3 separate regions of the Mus musculus genome follow, and regions 1 and 3 are each linked to region 2. A link is a contact called in public HiChIP or PLAC-seq and promoter capture Hi-C data. All regions are on one chromosome and are shown on one strand. Each heading gives the region's core, a stretch centred on a gene start, on an enhancer-like site or on the middle of the called end of the contact. The rest is flanking DNA. Distances are from core to core; before and after follow the strand shown.

The links. Promoter capture Hi-C pulls out the DNA fragments that hold promoters and counts their contacts. HiChIP or PLAC-seq counts read pairs in DNA pulled down with a chosen protein or histone mark.
Region 1: an H3K27ac HiChIP or PLAC-seq map of embryonic stem cells shows a contact between it and region 2, with 35 read pairs. The contact joins the enhancer-like site here to the promoter of Smndc1 in region 2. A contact is called at or near these places in 11 of 39 promoter capture datasets (the C10 cell line, the HPC-7 cell line, HPC-7-derived erythroid cells and 9 more), 2 of 15 datasets of contacts at CTCF or cohesin (CD8 T cells and large pre-B cells), 31 of 484 Hi-C or Micro-C datasets (the 3T3-L1 cell line, the Ba/F3 cell line, CD8 T cells and 20 more), 37 of 115 datasets of contacts at active chromatin or transcription factors (the 230-238 cell line, CD8 T cells, the HPC-7 cell line and 25 more) and 3 of 9 other capture datasets (adipose tissue, bone marrow-derived macrophages and liver).
Region 3: a promoter capture Hi-C map of hematopoietic stem and progenitor cells shows a contact between it and region 2. The contact joins the enhancer-like site here to the promoter of Smndc1 in region 2. A contact is called at or near these places in 4 of 39 promoter capture datasets (the C10 cell line, cranial neural crest, hematopoietic stem and progenitor cells and 1 more), 3 of 115 datasets of contacts at active chromatin or transcription factors (effector CD8 T cells, microglia and pancreatic cancer cells) and 2 of 9 other capture datasets (adipose tissue and liver).

The regions. Positions count from the first base shown.
Region 1 is chr19:53,555,770-53,560,064 of GRCm38.p6, reverse strand. No RefSeq gene overlaps it. Among named protein-coding and RNA genes, the nearest start is that of Dusp5, 29 kb to the right of the region's middle. Within about 2 kb of position 2,629, at least 89 of the 459 cell types and tissues checked have an H3K27ac peak or open chromatin away from gene starts, as enhancers often do. A contact at or near this core is called in CD8 T cells, Th1 cells, acute myeloid leukemia and 9 more, where this site is marked.
Region 2 is chr19:53,388,268-53,392,835 of GRCm38.p6, reverse strand. It overlaps Smndc1 (survival motor neuron domain containing 1), which reads left to right and starts at 2,202. Exons shown (of 6, transcript NM_172429.3): 1 at 2,202-2,420; 2 at 3,414-3,533. The coding sequence starts at 3,414.
Region 3 is chr19:53,163,038-53,167,673 of GRCm38.p6, reverse strand. The region is part of intron 1 of Add3 (adducin 3 (gamma)); the gene reads right to left. Among named protein-coding and RNA genes, the nearest start is that of Add3, 23 kb to the right of the region's middle. Within about 2 kb of position 2,858, at least 73 of the 459 cell types and tissues checked have an H3K27ac peak or open chromatin away from gene starts, as enhancers often do. A contact at or near this core is called in hematopoietic stem and progenitor cells and microglia, where this site is marked.

The DNA of each region.
Region 1 (4,295 bases), core at 1,380-3,879, 170 kb before region 2:
TGTTGCATTATGCGTTTGGGCACTGTTGTGATGTTTACAGGGGAGAGGTAAATGTCATACGCTCTTTGCCCTAAGACCCCTCCACACTCAAAGATGGAACAGCGTTCATATTTCTTATAAATAGGTCACTACAAGGATGAACTGCACATGGATGCTGGGCTATGGGTCCGGCTTTCTGCTAGGACTGCAACTGTATGGGAACACTTCCTGGCTGCATGTTGTCTGAAACTGACTTAACCTCTCCTGGATAGGAATGATAGCTAGTGGCTCCCCTCACCCCGTTGTTGGAAGGTGACAGATGGCTGTGTGATCTGAACTCAGCCTTCATGGAGAGCCCATAGGCTTCCTGACAGCGTTGGTTGTGTCTGCTTTCACTCCTTCCCTCTGTCCATCACCCCAGAAATACTTTTATTTTTTAAAAAAAGAACAAGAACAAATTGTTCTGTTGTTGTTTTTTTTTTAAAAGACTTTTTAAAAAATTATTTATATGAGTACACTGCAGCCGTCTTCAGACACACACCAGAGAGGGCATCAGATCCCATTACAGATGGTTGTGAGCCACCATGTAGTTGCTGGGAATTGAACTCAGGACCTCTGGAAGAGCTGTCAGTGCTCTGAAACACTGAGCCATCTCTCCAGCCCCAGAAACAGTTTTTTGTTTGTTTTTTTTGGGCTTTTGGTTTTGGTTTTTTGTTTTTGTTTTTTGTTTTTTGTTTTTTGTTTTTTGTTTTTTTGAGACAGAATTTCTCAGTGTAGCCCTGGCAACTCTGGAATTCACTCTGTAGACCAGGTTATCCTTGAACTCAAAATTTGCTTAAAAGCATATGCTACCACTGCCTGACTCCAGAAACAGTACTTTTAACTGGAATGTGGTCCCTGCCAGGAGAATTGGCAGCAAACTCGTGAAGTTTAGCTGAGGATGGTAGTTTAGCCTGGTCATAATAGTTCATGCCTATAATGGTCATAATGGTTCATGCCTATAATTTTAACACTAGGGAGCCTGAGGCAGGAGGATTGTGAGTTCAAAGTGAGACAGGGCTACCCAGGGAAACCTTTATTTAAAATGGGGGATGGCAGTAGCTTAAAATGAAGAGCGTGAAAAGGAATTTCAGGAGCTGGGGAAATAACAGAACTTGGATTTGGGGTGCTTTCTACATCATTGAAAACAATAACTCTTGGAAACTTCAGTCAGGGGCAGGAGAGATGGGCAGGTGCACACTTGTTCACGAAGAAGACCTGGGTTCTATTCCAAGCATCCACATGGTGGTTTACAGCCATCCATAACTCCAGTTCCAGGGCATTCGAAGTTCTCTTCTGACAGTATGTATGACAGCACACTCACATACACGCCAGCAAAACATTCATGAATAATAATAACAATAACAACAACAGCAATAATAATAATAAATGCCAGCTTGATGGTGGTGTCACATGGCTTTAATCCTAGCATTTTGAGTCAGAGGTAGACAGATCTCTGTGAGTTCGAGCCCAGGTCTACAGAGCAAGTTCCAGGACAGCCAAGGCTACATAGAGAAACCCTGTCTAGAAAAAAACAAACAAACAAAAAAAAACCAAAACCCAGCTTCCAGTTCACTGTCCTTATTTAGTCGTTTTTCTTATAATTCCACGTAGAACAATCAATCCACTTTCGGGAGCCGTGGTACCCACTATAAAAGGAGGAAGATGGAGATTAGGGTCCCAGAGCCCTTTGAGTTTCTGACTCCTATGAATTTGGAAGGTGTGTATGGGAAAGACTGATACCCCAACTCCGACCCCAACTTGTTAGCATTCTGTCTAAACTCCATCTCACAGTCATCTGGCAACAGCCAGGTATGCTCCTCCCCACAGTTACCTGGCAACAGCGGGGGGTAGGCGACCCACTATAAAAGGCGCTGCCCCCCTCCTCTTTCCCTTGCTCTCATGCTCCCCCCTCTCTCCCCATTCCCTTCCCCCCTCTCTCTCCACGTGCTCATGGCCGACCTCTGTTTTTCTCCTCTACGCCCCCCACCCCTGCCTTTCTCTGCCTCCACTACCCTCTTAACTCTCCTCCCCACGCCCTAAATAAACTCTATTCTGTACTATACCGTGTGGCTGGTCCCACGGGGGGAAGAGTTGACTCCGCATGGGCCCGCTGAGACATCCCCTTCCCCATACCTCACCACACCCCTATAGAACATATCTTATATCGCTTTATCCTTTTATAAACACGCCACAACTCCCGTGCCCTCTCAACCATAGCCACCAGGACTTCTACTCTAGGAGCTACAGGGACAAGTCCACGTGGATTAGGAGGGGACTCCTTGAGAGTGCCTGCCTGGAGACTGGGGGTGCTAGGATGGGGGTGGAATGCTCCTTCCTGCAGCATCTGAACCCCGGGGCAAGGCTAGGGACGTCCCCTGCATGGAACCCAGGAGGAGCATGTGGCACAATCACCAGCCCGGGAATGCAGCTCAGGCAGTTCCCACGGGCTCCCTGCTCAGGGTGGGACCCCTTGCTTTGGCGGGGCCATTGGAATCACACCTGGCAAAATATTAATTACTGTTGCTTCCAAGGTCCCACCAGTCACAGCGGTGGCAGGCCCTGCCCAGGAAGTCCAAATAATCGGCATCGCTGGTATTTTAGTCACCCCTGTGGGGAGTTGGGTCACCTGACTCCACAGCTGCTCCTAGGCAGTCTCTGGCAGAACCACTTCCCGGAACCCTGCGGAAAGCAGGGGGCCTAGGCGGGGCGCGTTGGATTGGGGACGTGGAAGACTTGGGGGAAAACTTGCCATCTAGACGCCCCCTCTTTAATCCTAGCAGCCATACTTTATTTTACCAAAACAGGTTGAGAAATCTAAGAAAATTGCCCGAAGTCCCAAGCTGGCAAGAGACAAGGCTGGGACACTTTCCACTAATGGCAGGTAATTTCACAGGCCGGAAAAACCACTCCAGCCTAATCAGCGGTTGAGCATATTGAGAACGTGAGAAAGCAGTGGGCAGAAGAGTGGAATAGGGATGACACTAGACCTGTGTACACGCCCTCTTCTGGTGGCATGGAAAGGACCCCTGGAAGAGAGAGGGTGGGGGAAGAAGGGAAAGGAGGTGGGGAGGGTCACCTTACATTCCCCTCCTACCCTCTCTGAATTGTGGGAATTGAAGCAGACAGCTTCCCCAAAGCCCATTGAGATAAACTTCATTAGCAGCGTTAAAATGTCAATGAGTTAACCATTAGCATTCCAAATAATAATTCCAGATTCCGAAGTGGTTTTTGTTAAAGGATGTTCATAATTTATAAACACACGCCACTCTGTGAGCCTCCTAAATCCAGCTGTTAAGAAGGGTGATTGTCGGGCTGGTGAGATGGCTCAGTGGGTAAGAGCACCCGACTGCTCTTCCGAAGGTACGGAGTTCAAATCCCCGCAACCACATGGTGGCTCACAACCATCTGTAACAAGATCTGATGCCCTCTTCTGGAGTGTCTGAAGACAGCTACAGTGTACTTACATATAATAAATAAATCTTTAAAAAAAAAAAAAAAAAAAAAAGAAGGGTGATTGTCGATTGTTAATAACAGCACAAGGTAGGGCACACAGCTATGTACACAGACCCTAACAGCTGTTCACAGGAACTTAAAAGAAAGGGGAGAGAATGAGGGAGGAGGGGAAGGAGGAGGAGAGAGAAGAGGGGAGGGGGGAAGGTGAGAGGGAGGAGGAATCAAGGAAGGGCTACATCTAATGCATAGAAACCAGACTGACTGGAAACATTCAATACTGACAGTGGGTGTCTGTGGGTAGAAATTGTTTTTTTTTTTGTTTTTTTCTTTTTTTCCTTTCGTTTTCTGGGACAGGATTTCTCTGTGCAGCCCTGACAGTTCTGGAACACTCTCTGTAGACTAGCTCCTTGAGTGCTAGGCTGGTATCAAAGGCAGGCACTGCCACCATTTAGAATGAAAACTACCTGTACCTTATTTGAAAGAGAAGCGTGTCACACTCGTGTCATACACCAGTGGCCAAGAGCCCCTTGCCGGCATCTACTGACCATCTGGCACTGTGCAAACCTCTCTCCTTAGATTTCTTTTACATCTCCACAGCATCACTGAGGTGCCATGGTAGAGGACCCAAAGCCCCATCCAACAGGCAGGACTTTGTTCTGGATAACAGGTTCCCCTCCCCCAGCCCTACCCCCAGACCCCTACCCTCCAAGGCCAAGGGCAACGCAGCAGCCTTCAAGCCTAGTGCAGCAGATCTGGGTGCAGACCAAAGATAAGCAAGCCTGCTTTTCTAGCCCATGGCCTGGCTCCTAGACTCTAAGGGC
Region 2 (4,568 bases), core at 953-3,452:
CACCCTCTGGTCCTACTGTGACAGGGTCTGCAGTGAGTGAGCCAGAACTGGAGCTTGAATGAGAGACCCTAGTGCAACTGCATTGGAGTCGGCTCCTTGGTGGTCTTTTGGGACACATGCACACACATACATGTGCATACACATGCACACAGGCATGAAACCATTCGAAATCTATTTTGCAAGGCTATAAGTAATTTCTCCATATTTTCATTTTGAAAATTATCAAAATGAAATTACAGGGAATTAAGAGATTTGTACCATGAACTGTTACACGTTCTCCATTAAATTCAATATCTGCTTGCATTTACTTGCCAGCACATCTATTGGAATCTACTAGCCTTGTGGGTCTGAGCAACTACTAGATCCTTGGACTTCCATTTACAGCTGACCATTGTTGGGGAGCTGGACTCCAGACTGTAAGTTGTCATAACAAATTTCCTTATTTCATAGAGTTCTGTGACTCTAGAGAAGTCTGACTAATACAAAGATCCAATCAACATTTACATACTTCATTATCATTTCTCCTTTTGCTTGTTTGGATCTTGAGATAGGCACTTGCTATTAGACCTGGAAGGCCTGGAGTACACTAGTCCAGGCACTTTTTAAATTTCAGTTGATTTTCCTCCCTCTGCCTCTGGTGTACTTGAGACCAAACCTTCAGGGTTCGGACTCCATCTTAGAGAACCTGACCTAAGGTTAAACTCAAGTAAACTAACAGGCCAGTATCTAGCACCAGTTTCCAGGCTACGCCCCCCCCTCCCCCCAACAAGTCCTGTGCCTAACACCAGTTTCCAGGTTACCTCACAACAAAACCTACATCCAACACCAGTTTCCAGGTTATTTCCTAACAAATCTACAACCCTGCGTTTGCACCCCCGGCCCCCAGTTCTCTTGCATCAGAGAGGGTGGTGAGGCCCAAGCTCGAGCTTGAACAAAAGAACCTAGTTCAATTGCATCAGAATCAGCTCCCTGGTGGTTTTTTTTTTGGGGGGGGGCTCATGAACATTTCCTGGCACAACAGAGACTACACACAGGCACCACCATACCCATCTTTTTAATCTTCTAATCCAAAACAGTCCTTACTCCTTTTAATAGCATTGCTTCCTTCTTTGTTGCTGTGATAAAACACCATGACCAAGGCAGCTTAACGATTTTATTTTAGCTTATGGCTCCGGAGTGAGTCTATAATGGCCGGGCAGGGGCAGCAGCAGGCCAAGGACATGATGGCTGAAGTATTTTGTTGTGAGCCGGCATCAAACTGCACATACAGCGCCGAGAGCTCAAATTTAAGTGGTGTGTGTGTCTTTAACCTCTCCAATCTGCACAAGGCAGGGAACACCTCTAAACTACTCCAAATGGCCAAGACGAAGGGAGGTATTTCTCATTAAAATTACATTACTCTTGAATTATTTAAGTCAAAAAAAAATCGCACATTCTGGATGGGTGTTTCTTTCCTCACGGACATTCAACACGTTATGCTTATTATTTCCTTTAAACTCAAAAGGGCTTTGATTATACTTCCTCAGAGGTGACAGTCACTTCATGTTGACTGTCACTCGGTCATAAACATGCATAAAGTAAGGTTGTCTCACAACTAGTGATGCTGAAGTTGATCGCTGGGTGAGCGATTGCCAGCTTTGACTCTAAACATCCTACCTTTCTCTATTTTCTTACATCACATGGCTTTTACCTACCATGGGTGATGCCTAAGCACCTCAAATGGTCACCGTTCCACTTCTATCACTCTATCTTTATTGGCTATATTTATTTTCTAAACAACAAAAAACTTCCCTTCTCTTGACTTCAAGGTCTCGCTCTGTAGCCTTGGCTGGCCTGGAACTCGCTATGCGGGCTCAGACTCAGATCCGCCGCCGCCATCTGCCTCCCTGTGGGACACAAGGCACCCGCCATCACTCCCAGCCCGTTCCCGGTACTAAATCTCATCAGGGCTGGGCAGAAAGGCTCGCGAGTTTACGCCGCAGGGAACCGGAGGACAACACCCACCACAGAGAACCACTCGCTGCCGCTCCCAGCACGAGGCGGAACTGACGTAAAACGAACATGCCCTCTGCCCCCGGCGCGGCCCAGACACGTCACTTCCTGCCCATCAGACCACACCCGCTCCGCCTTCCGAGGCTGCAATCGCAGGCTGCTGAGAGGGCGGCGAGGGTCATGTGACCCGGGCGCCATCTTTTCCACGAGAGTCCGTAGGTCTCGCGAGATCTCGCTCGCCTTGTCTCTCTCTCCTCCTGCCCGAGGCCGGCTTCTCTCCCCTCCCCCTCGCTGGCGGACTTTCTCCTTTTCCGACCGAGGCTCGTCGCGGCGGAAAATCTTTCCCGGCTGCAGCCGCCCCTGACGCCGCTCGCCTCGCCTCGCCTCCCCGACCCCTGCCCGCCGTCCCGACCCCAGCCCCACCCAAGGTAACGAGCCCCTGAGGGAGAGTCAGGCCTCCTCGGGCCTCGGGCTGGAGTGGAGGTGGAGGCGGAGGCCGGAAGCGAGGGCGCCGGCGTCAGAGCTGGGCCCGGCCAGGGCAGTGTGGGGAGGCAGCGGCTCTCGCACCCCCCAGTGGACGGCCCCGGCCTGCGTGGGGGCTTCCGGGACGAGGCGGCGAACGTGGCCGTCTGGGGGAAGCCTCTGTGAGGGTGCGGGGCTCGGCGGTTTCCATGGACGCGGAGGTCTGCGTTCCCTGGTGGGAGATGGTGGACCGGGGCTCCAGCGGGCTCGGGGAAGCCCGCGCGCGGACGGGAAGACTCGGCCGGGGTTCCAGGCTTCCGGTGGGCCGGAATGTCCCGGAGGTGTCCCCCGAGGACCCGTATGTTTGCCCCGCGGCCGCCCAGAGGGGCTTCTGGACCCCTGGCGACGCCGAGCTGCGTTGGGCGAGAGGCGGGTTTCTAGGATGACCTCCGTGTGAAGGAAGAGTGAGCGCTCCGAGCGGTTCCCTCCACCGGAGAGAAAGGCGAGGAAACGCCGAAGGTGTAGTTAACCGAAAACCGCTTCCTCTGACTGGGGGGAAGAACCCGTCCGTGCGAATTTTAATTTCTCTTGATTTTTGACTTTCTCAGCTTTTGAAAAGTATGTCGCAGTCTTTATTGACATACACTGTCTTCCTATGATATATGATACTTAAAGAAGAAGCAGGGTTTTTTTTTTTTTTTCTTTTTTAATAGCATGATTTTTCCGGGGGAACTCTTTCTGTGTAGAATTGACCAGCCGTATCTGCAGTCTTTAGAATTTAATTGCCTTGAAGTTTGTGGATTAGTTAAATATGAATAAAGTTAAAATGGTGATGAACGGAACTTGAATTTTGTAGCAAGAGTGATTTAAATTAGACAGGTCAGAGGAAGTTTTTTTTTTGTTGTTGTTTTTTTGTAATTTGATATTTGACTTGCCTTATGGGCCTTTATTTTCCTCAGATGTCAGAGGATCTAGCAAAACAGTTGGCTAGCTACAAAGCTCAACTCCAGCAAGTAGAAGCTGCCCTTTCTGGAAATGGAGAAAATGAAGATCTATTGAAACTGAAGAAGGATTTGCAAGTAAGTACAGGTGGACACTTGGAGTTGAGGTTGTTTGAGAAGAGGATTTGTCTTTTTCAAAGTATGCATTCAAGACTCGTAGGCACGCAAAGCATCTGAGGAAGGCGCTCCCACGTGTATATGCTTGTTTGTACACAGGTACTGAGGCTTCTCACATTAGCTCCTCTTGGTGTACATCAGAAGGAACAAAACACTCGGTTTTGTAAATCCTGTGTGTACTTACAGGATTTCATGAGAAGAGGCGTTGCAACGGAATAAGCTTTTGTTTTAAAAGACTTGACAAGGAAACTTAGTTCAAAAGGTAACACTATTAAGGGAGGAATATACAATCTGACTAAGATCCTTCTTATGACACAAAATTATCTGAAGATTAAATTCAGCCTTATTTTTCAAAGCTAATGGGGTCTATACTTTTATTAAAACCACATCGTGAGAATGTGTTAGGGAATAACATTCTGTATGGATGTTATAGGTATTTGACTTTAAGGCTGGGCTTTGTAGTTGTTGAGTGAAGTTGAAATAGTGCAAAAGAGATTAGCTTTTTCATGCCAAGTTTAGGAAGAACAAAACATCTAAGGACATGAACTGGGGTTTCAGGACAAATTTACATACCTGTTGCTTCTCAGAACACCAGGTTAAGAAAAGTACCATGGATAACTTGTAAATATCTTACATGGAAACTTTGTTCCTAAGAATGTCCTTCAAGTTCTGAACCCATACTTCAGCAGTTTTCAGGGTGTTTTGATGATTTCTTGCTTATTCTATATCCCATCTAAACAGTCATTCTCTTTATCTTCCTGATGACCATTAATACATTAGATGTTGCCTGCTGTATATGCACGCCTCTAATCCCAGCCCTCAGGACGCAGAGCTAGGCAGAGCTCTTGAGTGCCAGGCCATCCAGGGCTATAGAGTAAGACCTTGTTTCAAAAAGGACACGGACACACAAACACAAGCATTTCCAACTTTTATTTTTGGGCTTAATGCTTTTGGGATTCTGAAAGATCTTACCTGTAATTTAAAATGAGTTGGACA
Region 3 (4,636 bases), core at 1,609-4,108, 230 kb after region 2:
ACCTATGGAGGGACCCATGGCTCCAGCTGCTTATGTAGCAGAGGACTGCCTTATCTGTCATTAGTGGGAGGGGATGCCCTTGGTTCTGTGGAGGCTAGATGCCCCAAAGTAGGGAAGTGCTAGGGCAGTGAGGCTGGAGTGAGTGGGTGTGTGGGAGAGCATACTCACAGAAGAATGGGGAGGGGGCCAGGATAGGGGGTTTGTGGAAGGGAAACTGGGAAGGGAGATAAGATTAGAAATGTAAATAAACATAATAACCAACAAAAAAACAACCAGTCTAGTTTAAATAACATTACCATACCTTAATGTAATCATTAAAATTAAAATAGTTACATTTTATCCTATGATATATATATTTTTTTGTTTTTGTTTTTTGTTTTGTTTTGTTTTTTCGAGACAGGGTTTCTCTGTGTAGCCCTGGCTGTCCTCGAACTCAGAAATCTCCCTGCCTCTGCCTCCCAAGTGCTGGGATTAAAGGCATGCACCACCACTGCCCGATATATATAAAATTTTGTGAAGTAGCTTGTTAAGAAAATTACATGATCAGAAGAAAATGTTGTATTTCAGCTAAAGGAAAACTTTATTTATAAAAAGCATCAAAATACATCCAAATGAGGACATATTATACACAATATATAGTAATCCAAGGCATTCTCTGTAGAATCTACATTTCACAGAAAATAAATTAATATTTGTATGTAAAATGGCCTCAGAAATGCTGATGTAACTAACAACTATATCTTTTGTGTGAACTTTCAAGGAAAAGAGTAATCACAAAAGCAACCCCTGAAACCTGGAAACCTGGAAGCTGAACAGCCTGTTTCTCCAACACATGTCCAGAAATGAGAGCTCCACTATGGAGACGCCACTATGGGGGCTGTTCATTTTTGTGCTGTAGTCACTGAAGAAAACACCACCCGTGAGCACACATCTCAGTCTGCACTATGCTAAGGTGCATTGTGAACCTTTCAAAGAAGGTGCAGGAAAGCAGTTTTCCCAGCATGCCTGGAAGTACTCTGCTGAGAAACCTCTACACTAAGGAGGCACACACAGGACAGGCGGTGGGAGATGGTCCTCTGGGAATAACATGGAACCATGGCAGTGCACTCCTGCCCTCTGCAGAGCTCACCTCACGGTGTTGAGGCTACAGTGGCAAATCCCTCATCTGGGACCCGTTTCACCTGTACCAAGTGGTATCCAGTACTTAACTACCTGCTTCCCTTAAAGAACACGACTACAGCTTTCCCTACACAGAAACACAGCTCCTCGTCCTATGCACTAGGCCTACGCCGTCGGCACTTCGGCATCCGTCTTGTTCACAGAGTCGTAGAAGCCATCCATTACCCTAGGAACTCAAAGTGGACATTAAAATCAACTGAGGGCAGCTCATGAGTTTGTTTCCGTGGGTTTTTCTGTAAAGCTTCTAAATGTTCTAAGAATACAACATGAGCATGAAGTATTTCTGCTAGATATTTAATGTCTATGCTGTGTAGTTTTAATATAGCAGTTGAAAATTTTTAATTATAAACCAACTAATTTTAAAGTAATTGCACTGCACGAACACTGCTTCCACTATGAATCCATTCTCCGGAACTGAGCACATCTGACCTGCCAGCTGGATGGAGCCCAAGTAAATTTTAGACTGGCACTTGGCAAAATACCCCTTAGACACAAAGCATTTTACATAAAATACCCACTACAAATGCATTCAGAGACTGTCCTGAAAACCAAACAATTGTATCATACACAAATGCATTTATACCTCCTTTAAATGTGCAGTTTCAACTAGATGAGCAGTTTAAATAATACTCCAATCTGTGCACTCTGCATACATCTATTCTGTTATTAGCCTGTTGGCATCTAACACTGGATTAGGAAAGCCTGCCATCTGGTAGTTATAGCAACCCTTCACTAACTTGGTTAGAAGCTGAAGATCATGAGTCACCCAGAAATGCAAACCAAGCTTATTACTATGAATATATCCCAATCTTTTCTTCCAAAATAGCCATTCACCAGAGCTTTTCACTTGGAACAACACCATGCACACAAACATTATATAATTGACCTACAAAAGCAAATCAATTTTACAGGGGTTAAAGGGATGAGTGACTGAATTAGGAAAGTCACTGAGTTCACACTCCCCTCCCCCACCCACAAGGAGGCTACTGCCTCGTTATAAAGCTGAGGGATGAGTGCCACGTTAGTCCCAGTTAGTTTGGCTGCTCAGTTAACTCTTACTTCTCTTAACCATAATATGGATGCTCTATGGTGCATATTCCTTTCCTCTTGATGAAATTTCAGGTAGATGATACTTCAGATAAATAATAAACAATATAAAACAACAACATATGTAGCATAAGAGCATAAGCAACACGCATTTAAACCTGCCATGATCTCAGTCATGGAGGCGAGCGAGGCAGACTAGGCAGACAATTACAGAAGCTGCTCATCTCAGACGCTACAACTCCCTACAGGTACCCAGGTAGGATACTGGGAGACTCAGGAAAACGGGATCCCCACCACCTAGTCGGAAACACACTTCTATACTTCGTACTTCCTGCACTCTGTGCTCCCCACCCCACCTCTCTTCAAAGTCACTCTGAAACCCATGTAGGCCACAAATCCTCAATCCTCCTGCCTCAGCTGGCAAACGCTGAGACTACAGATGCACAGCACTCGTCCTGGCCGTGCTCTGCTCTTTAAACATAACCCTCTCCAGCCCTGAGCTACTTTTCAATATTTCTCTTCCTCCTTGTGTTTTTCCAAAGTCAGTAACAGGTACTTGAACCTAAGTGAGAACAGCAGTTGGGAGCAAAGGCAGCATCCAGCCCTGCACAGCGCGCAGATCACAGTCACAAGCAGTCTAACTTAGCAGCTAACATGCCAGCACTCTGACATTTCCACTTGCTCAGTCTCGGTGCGGCAATGTCAAGGACATTGCCATTAAGACATGGCCTAGGATTAATGCAAGGCTTATCCACTCAGTACACTTATTCTACCCCTTTGTCTTACTTCAACACTGTCTGTAAAGAAGGCTTGCTTGCTTGCTTGCTTGCTTTCTTTCTTCCTTCCTTCCTTCCTTCCTCTCTCTCTTTCTCTCTCTCTTTCTTTTGAGGTAGCTTCTCATTTTTCTTTCTTTTTTTATTAAATATTTTCTTCATTTACATTTCAAATGCTATCTCCAAAGTCCCCTATACCCTTCCCACCCCCACCCCCACCCCACCCCACTCCACTCCACTCCCCAACCCACCCACTCCCACTTCCTGGCCCTGGCATTCTCCTGTAGTGGGGCATATGATCTTTGTAAGACCAAGGGCCTCTCCTCCCATTGATGGCTGACTAGGCCATCTTCTGATACATACGCAGCTAGAGACACAAGCTCTGGGGGTACTGGTTAGTTCATATTGTTGTTCCACCTATAGGGTTACAGACCCCTTCAGCTCCTTGGGTACTTTCTCTAGCTCCTTCATTGGGGGCCCTGTGATCCATCCAATAGACGACTGTGAGCATCCACTTCTGTATTTGCCAGGCACTGGCATAGCCTCACAAGAGACAGCTATATCAGGGTCCTGTCAGCAAAATCTTTCTGGCATATGCAATAGTGTCTGGGTTTGGTGGTTGTATATGGGATGGATCTTATATGGTTGATCTCTGAAGCTTAAGATGTGATATTCCTGGCACTTAGAAGAGACTCTTCCTGTGTTTTCCTGAAAGCGTCTGAAGAGCTTTCAGTGATGTTTCAACATGAGAAGGCCACTCTTTCCCAAGCTTCTGATGTTCCACACTGCTCAAAAGGCTGTCAGTAACCTGAAGTCTCTCTTGAAAACATCCAACTGTAGTGTTCTCACCACAAAAAGTAAGCCGATAGCTGGGTGGTGGGAGACAAGGCAAGAGAATCTCTGTGAGTTCAAGGCCAGCCTGGTCTACAGAGTTAGTTCCAGGTCAGCCAGGGTTATATAGTGAGACCCCCATCTCAAGAAATAAAATAAGTTTTGTTTTAAAACGTGTGTAAAATAGGTAAGGCACATGTAAATAGTTTAGCTGCTCTTTAATACTCTTTTAAAACATGTTATACATGGTCACATAATTTTCCTCAATTAAATTTTTAAAAAGAAAACTTCATTGATGTCTGAGGTACTCACCAGGTACCCAATGGGGTAGCAGGTAGCCTGGAGGAAAGCAATACAAGGATCCTAAGCAGCAGGGAACTTTGAGCAAGAGGCTCCTTTACCTACTGCACGGTGCTTCATACCAGAGCACAGAGAAAATGAAAATATAATGTGTTTTGGGTTTTGGTGATGGTGTTTGTTGTAGCAATATGAACGAAGACAGTAGCTATAAATTTATTTTTGTCACCTGTTTTCAAGAAGGGTGGACAAGACTCAGCAAACACCCATCAGAATAGAACGACCACTTCCTGTTTCTAACCTTACCCTGAGAAAATTACAGAACGAGGCAGTAACAGCAAGTTAAACTCCTCCAAAACAGAAACAGCACTTGTTACACAAGCCAGCCAAACATGTCGGCTGGCGTTCTTGAAGCTAGAGAAACTGAGGAAGCCTTTCCCAGATTTCTGCCAGCTCCCACCTGGAAGGAGCACAGCATGGAGCCTTTCCTTTGTGGGAGCACAAGTGTT